Regions from separate parts of the Anser cygnoides genome. Here regions 1 and 3 are each linked to region 2. Evidence: chromatin contacts called from public Hi-C data. All regions are on one chromosome and are shown on one strand. The core of a region is the stretch at or near the end of the contact, and the rest is flanking DNA. Distances in the headings are between cores, read along the strand shown. Region 1 overlaps SLC38A9 (solute carrier family 38 member 9). Region 2 holds the start of PLPP1 (phospholipid phosphatase 1). Region 3 overlaps PLPP1 (phospholipid phosphatase 1).

Region 1 (2,982 bases), core at 349-2,848, 43 kb after region 2:
CTCCTCTCACACCCACCACTGTATGGGAATAGCAGCCAGAGGAATCCTCCCCCATGTGTGTTTTAAACTTTGGGCAGTTATGCATACCTCTTACCAGAATGGAAGCTGCAATTGTTTTGGATTTCTGACGACATAAAAGGAATGTTATTGTGTTTCTTACTTTTTTTTTTTCCACCTCACCAAAGAGTGGTTCTTATGACCACTGGTTTCAGCAAGTTGTACTTTCCCAGATTGTCAAGTTCTGTGCCTTCTCACAGAACTCTGGTGGAAGTGACATGTTAGCGTGTTGATCCATTAAGCAGCAGAGTCTCCATCCGATCTCCATGAGACACTGATGTAAGAAAACATCTTGTTGATGTAAATGCGTAGGAAGAAGTACCCTCTATCTGTGACCAATCACAGAGGCTGAGAGCCAAATACATATGTAAACTTCCCACTTAGTCCAGCAGATCAGTGAAATAATCACAAAACAGCTCTTCAGGAACATCAGTGATTCATTAACATTTGCAAAGCACTTTGCATAGGTGAAAAGCTCCTGTACAACTACAAACAGCAAGAAACATGCCAAGACATCTCTAGCCAAATAAAACTCCCAGAAAATCTGTGTACAGATTTAGCTCTCATTGCAAAGCTTTCCTGCTATACTAAAGGGTGTTCCTTCTGTGCAATTTGAACGCTCTTTTGCAGTGCAACAGTCTTGTTGAGGGCTGGGAATCCATGCTAGGGCTGACCTCGAAATCCAACTTAAACCCCAGGGAGGGCGTTTAGAAAAGCTGATTCAAATGCAGGCAGCGTTTCTTCCTTAACACAGGAAGCACAAACCGGAGGAGATTGCAGATACTACTCTCTGCAGCTCTTATTGCTTCCTTCAATATAAATGGAGGGGGTAGGGCCACAAGAAAAAGTCTTGAAAGTGGCACAGAGGCAGTAGTCCTGCTCTGCATAAAAAACTAACTGCAGAAGTGACAGTGCCTTTAAAATGTGAAAACCACAGCTAAGAAAAAACATATTTCCTTCTTCCATATTGTAATATTTTATCAGGAAAACTCACCGAGAAGAATTTGCTTAGTTTTCTTTCTCCGGAGTACTGCTAACCCACTCTTTAGTTGTTAAACTACTTTCAGAATTGTGTGCAAAACACAAGAAGCCTTCCTAGAGGAGAATTCCTTACTCCTTTTTGGAGGGGCATCACCATCAGCTGACCTTGTTTCACAGGGACAGTCACCTCACTGCATTGGCACATAATCTGAACTTTGCCTCTGAGTAATCAAAACAGATGAACCAGTCTTTGGCCCAGCTAACACTTAAAAATCTTTTTATGTTATTGTAGTTACCTTTCCAACTAAGATTTTAATGAAGCTGGACAAGAATCCTGGAAAGTACTGGAGGAAAAAAAATCAAAGCAATTACAGCAGAGAGGTACTCAAACTCTGTATCATGCTTACTCCGTTTTGTATTTTTAAGATGGGAAGATACTAAGAATGCAGTTTCACCTGGATGAGCAGTACGTAACATTTTAAAGGGGTGAAGGATCAGTGCAAAGACTAGGTATTTGCAGAAGTTCCCAACCCAGGTTTCCAACTTTGGGGATTACCTAAACAAGTTCAAGTTTCTCTACAAACCTTGAGTTTTTACACAAACCTACTACAGCAGCTCTCAGAAAAGATGTTACCTAGAACTCAACATTATTTTTCAGTATTCCACCAGAATCAGTTCTGTGCTCAAGATTCTCCTCTATTTTTTGTTTTAAAATCGATCACTTTTCCTACAGCAACTTTGTCAGTCTTTCTGCCTCTTATGTGTAATTTGTCCATTTAATGCCAAAATGACCACAAATAAACCTGGGATTCTCCTTATGGCTTTAATTTGAATACATTCATAATGCATGTGTAACTCATTAGTAGCCAGTGAAACGTGTGTATAGCTGGTTTCTTATCAGATCAGAAGAATGATTTACATTTTCTGAAACTATTACAGTCCCTGAATCAATTTCAAGAGAAGCAGACAGGAAAAAATTAGTGTCACCTGGCAACCTATATACAAATCAGCAAAGTCTTGTGAAATTACTTACATTGTTTTCTTGATTCTTGTTGTTTTGAAGAAGAGTGATGACACAATTGTGGATGAAGAAGGCAAGTGTCAGAACTCCTGTAAGCTGGGGGAAGAGAATTCTAAACTCTAAAGGGGAGGAGAAAAAAGTGTTAATAACTTGCTTCCGTGAAACAAACAATGCCAAAATTCAGAGGACATCTAATGCTGTGGAGTCTACTGGCAAAAACATGAACAGTCAAGTTGAAATGGGAAAATCTGTCTTTGAACATAGGCAACACAATATTTAATTATTACAAAACGCATGAAGACAGTGGCTACTATATAACATACTCTCCAGGAACGTTTCTCACATATCAAAAAGTTTCTCAACCATCAAAGTTCATCAGGTAATCTAGGACTTACACACATAAGCTTTTTTCTTCTCAACAGTGTAACTCCAAAGCATTTCTGAGGCGGGAATTGGTTTAACTGAAGCTGTATATATATTGGTCCCCGAAAAGGGAGATAGGAAGCAATCATATGTTCTGTGAGCATCCTCTGTTTTTAGAATGGCCATGAACAGCAAATCAGTTATGCTATCAGAGGAAAACTGACATCTGCAGATGTTTAGGATGTGCTTCTTTGCTTCTTCCAAAAGATGGCACAAAGAAAGGTAGAGTGACTTCTTGTCTTACCATACCCTTTTACAGCAGCTATGGTGCCTATTTTTTTCTCTTTTTCGTCTCCCTGGAGCATTGTTCTGCTTCTTTCCATACTTGAATGTTAACATTCTCTAGAGTTTTTTCTGGAAGTGCTGCAACTGGTCTAAGAATTTACCAATGCCATAACATTATTAAAGCACCATTTTTGTTGATATTATACAAGGATATATGTACATTTTAGAGTATTACAACAAATGGAGATCCCTGAGCTAGCTAAGCTTTTGGAAAA
Region 2 (3,151 bases), core at 427-2,926:
ACAGATATCAAAGTGCAAGCGTAGGGGGGAGGCCAAGTTAAGATAAAAATCCAAATCAGCAGGAACTGTTTTTCTTCTATCAAGAAATTTAAAACAGATTCCCCCTCTAGACACACAGGCTTAAATTCTATGTTCTTCTAAGGTCCTGTCTCAATCCTGTGGGAGCCAGGGAGAAGATGAAGAGATGAGAATTTGGTCCTGTTTGTAATATCTAGCCCATTCCTATGTTTCTGTATTTTGTCTCAACTCAAGTTCCATTGAAGCCTGTAACTCAGTGCATTGCAGGTGTCAAGATGCTTCGTATGACGCACTGGCTGCAATGTTTCCCCTACCAGTACGAAGCAAGCAACACGAGGGAAAAAAAAAAGTCTGTCAACCATGGGTTTTGTTACTGAATGCCACTTAGTTGCAGGTATGCAGCACTGCTATTTGAGCATCCAGAACCTATCACCAGCCTACCTAAGCAAGCTAGAACACTGCCCAGATGTTTATGTTGACAGTAGAGATGCCTCCAACCAAGACAAATGTCATGTTTGGTGGGTGGTGTTCAAACAGGTCTGGCCCACGACATGACAAGAACATGCCCAGGTTTATCAATGAACCTCTGCACTTGTTTGACTAAGAAGAAAGCTGCCAAAAACCAAGACCACGTAACACTCCCTAAGTCCCCAAGCTGTACACTGACAGATACCGAAGATGCTTCCCTGGCTCTCAGCGCTTGGAGGTCCAGAGCAGTTTTGGCTTCCCAAAGCCAAGCTGCCCCTTGCCTGATCAGTAACTACCCCCGTGACTCCTACACCGTGCCACTGCACAGAAGGGAACGCTGACAGCTCACGCTACGGGCTGTAGTTTTAGGAAGGACTGATGGAAAAAGGATGACAAGAAAAGAGAGCCGTGAGCCAGGTGCTGTCCCTCGGGCTGCTTGAGGGGAGCACCACCCGTGTGGGGCACAGCCTCCAGGCGGGACGAGGCGGGTGCGAGGGGCCCTGCGGCTCGCTGGGGAGCACCTGCAGCCCAGAGGCAGGGAGAGGCACAGCCCGGGTGCTGCAGCACCCGCCGTGACACCTGGCAGGATGAGGGGTCCCCCGGGCACAGCACCTAGCCTAGCAGCCGGGGAGAGGGCAGCGGGGTCTCTCTGAGGGGCTGCAGCCCCCTCCCCGCCGGGCAGCGGGGACCGCGGGTGGCGGTGAAGTGAGGAGGAGGAGTGAGGAGGAGGAGGAGGAAGAGCGAGGAGGCGAAGCGACCGCAGGCAGAGGCGAGAGGCAGGCAGGGGGAGGCGGGCTGTAAGGGCAGCCCCGCTCCGGGGGCCGTGCATGCGGGGGGCGCGGAGCCGTGAGGGGAGGCAGCAGGGAGGGGGGTAGGGGGGCACGGCGAGCCCTCGCCCCCCTCCTCCGCGGCCAGGCCCGGGTCTCCCCGCGGCTCCCCGCCCGCCGACCTACCCAGCACCACGCAGACCACGTCCAGCGCCACGAAGGGCAGCCGCGTCCTGTCAAACATGCTGGCGGCGCCCCGCGGCAGCACCGGCGGCTCCGGCTCCTCCTCACGCGGTGACAGCCCGGGCCCGAGGGGCGGGAGCGCAGCGGAGGCGGGCGGGCGGCAGCAGCGCCTCACCGCGCCCGAGCAAATGGCGCCCGCCCCCCGCCGGCAGCCACCTCCCTCCCGCACTGCGCTACTGACACGGCCGCGCCGGCTTTAAGGGAGGGAGGGAGGGAGGCGGGCAGGGGGACGGACGAACGGCACGCACGGGCAGACGGACGGACGGGGAGAGGGAGGGAAGGAGAGGCCCGGCCCCCGCCCGCCGCCGGGAGGCCCCACCCCGCATGGCGACGCCGGCAGCCCGCCTCCCTCAGCGTGACGGGCAGCGCCGCCACGGGACGGGTCCGGGGTTGGGATCCCGGGAAGGAGAAGGGAAGGGAAGGGGAAAGGAGAGAGAAGGGGAAGGCCGCCGCCGCCTGGGAGTGGAGAGCTGGACCTCGGGCCCCGAGCCCCTCCCCATTAAAAGTCGTTTTCTGACAGGAAATGCCGTGAGCAGTATGGAAAATTAAAAAAGCTTGAATACACACGTTTTTATTTTAGAATCATAGCATCATTCAGGTTGGAGAAGATCTCCCAAGATCACCTGGTCCAACCATCCCCCTACCACCAATATCACCCACTAAACCACGTCCCTAAGCACCACGTCCAACCTTTCTTTGAACACCCCCAGGGACGGTGACTCCACCAACCTCCCTGGGCAACCCGTTCCAATGCCTGACTGCTCTTTCTGAGAAGAAATGTCTCCTCATTTCCAACCTGAACCTCCCCTGGCGCAACTTGAGGCCATTCCCTCTAGTCCTATCACTTAGCTGCAAGAAGAGGCCAACCCCCAGCTCCCCACACCTTCCTTTCAGGCAGCTGTAGAGATCAATGAGGTCTCCCCTGAGCCTCCTCTTCTCCAGACTAAACAACCCCAGTTCCCTCAGCCACCCCTGGTAGGACTTGCTGCAAAACGCACGCTGTTTCTGTCAGCGTTGTTACCACTCTCGGGCACAAACTCACCAGTCGTGCCACCAGGCACGGTTCTGCTTTGTTTTGGGAATTGCAGGTGGGGTGGACGGCACGCCCCATGCTCCAAGCACCAGGCTTTGTGCAGCTCCTTTTTCTGCACTTTCTCACCTATTCCACCCTCTAATGCTGTCAACGGGTCCGCTTTGTGTTACATCCTAAAGGCTGAATAACAGGTTTGGTGGATCCACAAGGGAAACAAGCTCTTGGGATGGAAACGTCTTGTTAAATGTGCTGTATCTTCAGTTCAAGCAAGCTCTCCAAATAAGTTACATAAGTAGTTCCCTATAGAGCATCTCTATATAAAGAGCTTCTAATTAGCAGACTATAAGGGACTTCCTGATTTCACCTCAACATCCAAGAAGGGAGCCATCTACAAACCGAAATGTGCAGCTCTAGAAATTAAGGCCACCCTTGATTTATGCGACTGTACTGTTATTTGCAGAAATCATTCTCCTGTGCAAGTGTTCCTGGACGGTCTCATGGAGGTAGAAAGCCCAGTGTTCTCTTATAATACAGGAATTAATAGAATAAGCTGTAGCACAATGTGGCACCGGCAAAACCCTGTTTTATCTTTATGAGAACTGTTTCTGAAGGGAAGCATGCA
Region 3 (3,172 bases), core at 415-2,914, 52 kb before region 2:
ATGCAAGCTGTTACCCAAACACCGCTCTCCGAAAGAATGGAAAAGACAACACATTTACCCGTATTCTTGCATAACAATAAATAAGAAGCAACAGAAAGTGTCCACAGACACGTGGGTGGCCTGCCGTCTCCTGTCCCACGCCTGCTCGATAATCCAGTAGCACAGACCAGGACCTCTGCCCTCCTGCACTAGACAACACTGGGGGAAAAATCCCCCCCTTCACATCTTCCAAGCTTTCCACTTCTGTGGAGGTTTGCAGAATAGCTCTTCCCTTTTGCTTGTTACAGGGAACTCAAGATTTTCCTTTGCATAAAAGCTGTTTCGTACAAGAGCTATTATTCACATTTCAGCTAGCACAGACCCTGGAAATCAGAGCAGTATAAGAAATCCAGGAAACTGAGTAAAAATTGCAATTCTCAGCACAAAAGTGTCCCAACAGAAACAAGATGTGCTGAGAAACAGCACAACTGCCACACAGGCGGGCGTGCGATTATGTAAGAGCATTACATGCAAGTGCCACAGCTCCCTTTGCACCCAGAGCACTGAACATAAACACAGAGCCCCAAGCACCAACCAACAAGACACTGCCTGCAAACCAGAAGTCAAACTGCAGGCTGTTTGATGTAAAGCTTGGTATTAATACGGATAGCGCCTATCTCATGTAATTTTAAACAGTAGACAATGTAAACAAAGTTTTTATTATTAACAGCACCAGAGAGACGTAGCAGAATTCATGGATCATTTGTGAGTTGGGGTTTTTGGTTTTTTTTGCTTTAAAACAAAAACAAAACTGTGAAAGACTTAAATGTTTATTTTGCCTTTTTAGTAAGAACTCATTTTCTTAAAAACACACATTTATGACCTCTGGTTTATCTGCTCCACCATTTTATTTTGAGTGTGAAGAAAATGAAGGTGAAAGAACGACTCAGAATTATTTCTCCCCTTCCAGAGAAGGAAAAGGACATAGATCTGCGCATACTTCAAGGGTCCACCCCTCTTACACTTTAACCCTGTTTTCCATGCTGGCACCCCTGTGCTAGCTCTGATGTTTAGAGCACAGTGAGCTGGTCAGAGGGCTGATCCATTGGACGGATGAATTAAGGAAATAAACTTGGCCAGACTGGGTAGAAAAGGCAACGCATGTACTAACCTGGTCTAAGACAGCTGCATGCTGCCATCAAAAGGCATTTGATACTGAGAGCTCCCTCCCGTGCAGTGGGGAAACATCCTGTCATTTACTAGTTCAAAAGCCAAACTCAATTCAGAGTACAGTCAATCTACTTTATAGATACTTCCCAGTAGATAAGTAATAGCTTCAGTAATAGTAATCCTCCAGCCCCAGCTTGGCTGTACATTGCAGAAATAATTGTTTACTGACATAATTTTTACCATAAAGCAGGGTAAACAGTAACTTTTTATTCTACTGTACATACTAGCACTAGGCCCTTTTCTAACAAGCGAAATCAAATATTTTTCTGTTTTATCTACCAAGTTATGGAAGCCTCAATGGAAGGTGAGCACCATAAGGTAATGCTCTTATCTCTGTCCCACAGGACCCACTTCACAGCAGCCTCAGCACTACCAACAGCTACAATTTCCAAAGCACACTGTGGAGAAGACATTCGGCTTCATTCACTTACTACAAAAAAGCCTAAATACTGATATTAAACGTGCACTGGGAGGGCATACGAGTTTAGAAGCACGAGTGCCTTCATACTTGAGCTTCACAGCATGAACAGTTGTCCTTTATTTTTCATCTCTGCTTTGAGCAGCATGCTTGGTTCTGCCCAAAGCAGCAGCCAAAATGCTTTCAGTAGGAAATGCCTCTCCATTAGTTTCTGAAGACTGGGTAGTGTTCAGCTTTCATGTGGGCAGGAACATATTAGGGACATTCATAGCTCTGTTCAGCAGCATTCGGGAAAGTGAAGAAACACTGCTGTGCAAATAGACATACCTAAAATACTGTGTCAAAGGCTCCTAGGCCCTTGTTTGCGTATTGTTTCATTCAACCTCCAATCCCAACACAAACAAGATTTCAAGTCCAAAGTTTGACTGGTGCATTTAGTAGCCTAAGTACAAAAAAAAAGCCTAAACCCGGCTTTCGTTTTCGTTTAGCACGTCCTCTCTCTGCTAAAGGATCGGGCTGTGAGCCCGGGTCACTGAAATACCAGCCGCTCTCCAGCTCTTCTACAATTTCCTATTTCCTTGGGCACACAAGATGTTCTTTCCCAACGAGCTGTGGGAGAGCTCACAAGCAACTCAAGTTACATTTTGCAGAGATTCCTCACCGCCTCCACCCTGGGCAACACAAACACACTGCCCTCCCAGGAATAGCACAGCAGCTCAGCTGGGTCTCTGCAGCACGGCTCCTCGTCCCCGGGTTGGGGGCAGCCAGCGACGTGCCCAGGCCACCCGCAGCCAAGCCCAGCTCCGTTACAGCAATTCGATCACTGAGCTGCGCCCATTTCTGACAGCTGCCCTGCGTGCAGCGGGGTCACTCCAGCCACTGAAGACAGAGGGTGCATGTTCAACAATTTATAGCTGCTGTCTGAAAGCTATTGTAAAGAGTTTTTTTAAAAACTCAGTCCAATTGTCTTCATCTGCAGCATCTCCTTCCAAGGCAGGAGGGACAGTTTGGAAGCGAGGACGTTGATAGAAGAGGTGTTCAGATATGCTCATCCTCCTGTTCTCCAGGCCAAGATGGAATGGTTTTGCTGACACAGGAGAGAACACGTCAGCTGTGTAATGTAAGGGAGGAGCAGCAAGGGGAGGGGATGGTGATAGCTCTTTGGGATCCAGCATCTGTTATTAGGTCACTAGGTTCCCAGATACGGCTGCTGCTCAAACTCTCTACATTTCCCACAAGAAGGGGCTGCTGGCAGCAGCATCGCAGAGATAACAGTTCCAACGAGACCCAAACTGACCCCTCTAGCTCTGCCAAATTGACCCTTAAACACATTCTCTACCACAGCTTCCTGGGTGACACTCTGAAAATGGATTTCAATATGGTTTCATCCATTCCTTATGCTGACAAAAATATAGAAGAAAACAGAAGTCTATCCTAGAAGTGGGCTGAAAACCGAGGCCAGAAACTGGTCCACCACAGATTGTTGTTATGGACATGGCATCATAATATCCAGTTAAAAATGCAGCAGTGATCTCTAACATAAGA

The links. Hi-C and Micro-C count contacts between places; a contact is called where the count stands out from the background.
Region 1: a contact with region 2 is called in a Hi-C map of liver, with 1.6 times the contacts expected there. The contact joins the enhancer-like site here to the promoter of PLPP1 in region 2. A contact is called at or near these places in 2 of 7 Hi-C or Micro-C datasets (granulosa cells and liver).
Region 3: a contact with region 2 is called in a Hi-C map of liver, with 1.8 times the contacts expected there. The contact joins the enhancer-like site here to the promoter of PLPP1 in region 2. A contact is called at or near these places in 3 of 7 Hi-C or Micro-C datasets (all in liver).

Annotation. Positions count from the first base shown.
Region 1 is chrZ:72,400,498-72,403,479 of Taihu_goose_T2T_genome, forward strand. SLC38A9 (solute carrier family 38 member 9) reads right to left here. Exons shown (of 15, transcript XM_066987986.1): 11 at 2,072-2,178. Among named protein-coding and RNA genes, the nearest start is that of SLC38A9, 26 kb to the right of the region's middle. Within about 2 kb of position 1,599, at least 1 of the 3 cell types and tissues checked has open chromatin away from gene starts, as enhancers often do. A contact at or near this core is called in liver, where this site is marked.
Region 2 is chrZ:72,357,763-72,360,913 of Taihu_goose_T2T_genome, forward strand. PLPP1 (phospholipid phosphatase 1) reads right to left here and starts at 1,677. Exons shown (of 6, transcript XM_048049400.2): 1 at 1,440-1,677. The coding sequence starts at 1,497.
Region 3 is chrZ:72,305,342-72,308,513 of Taihu_goose_T2T_genome, forward strand. The region is part of intron 4 of PLPP1 (phospholipid phosphatase 1); the gene reads right to left. Among named protein-coding and RNA genes, the nearest start is that of PLPP1, 53 kb to the right of the region's middle. Within about 2 kb of position 1,665, at least 2 of the 3 cell types and tissues checked have open chromatin away from gene starts, as enhancers often do. A contact at or near this core is called in liver, where this site is marked.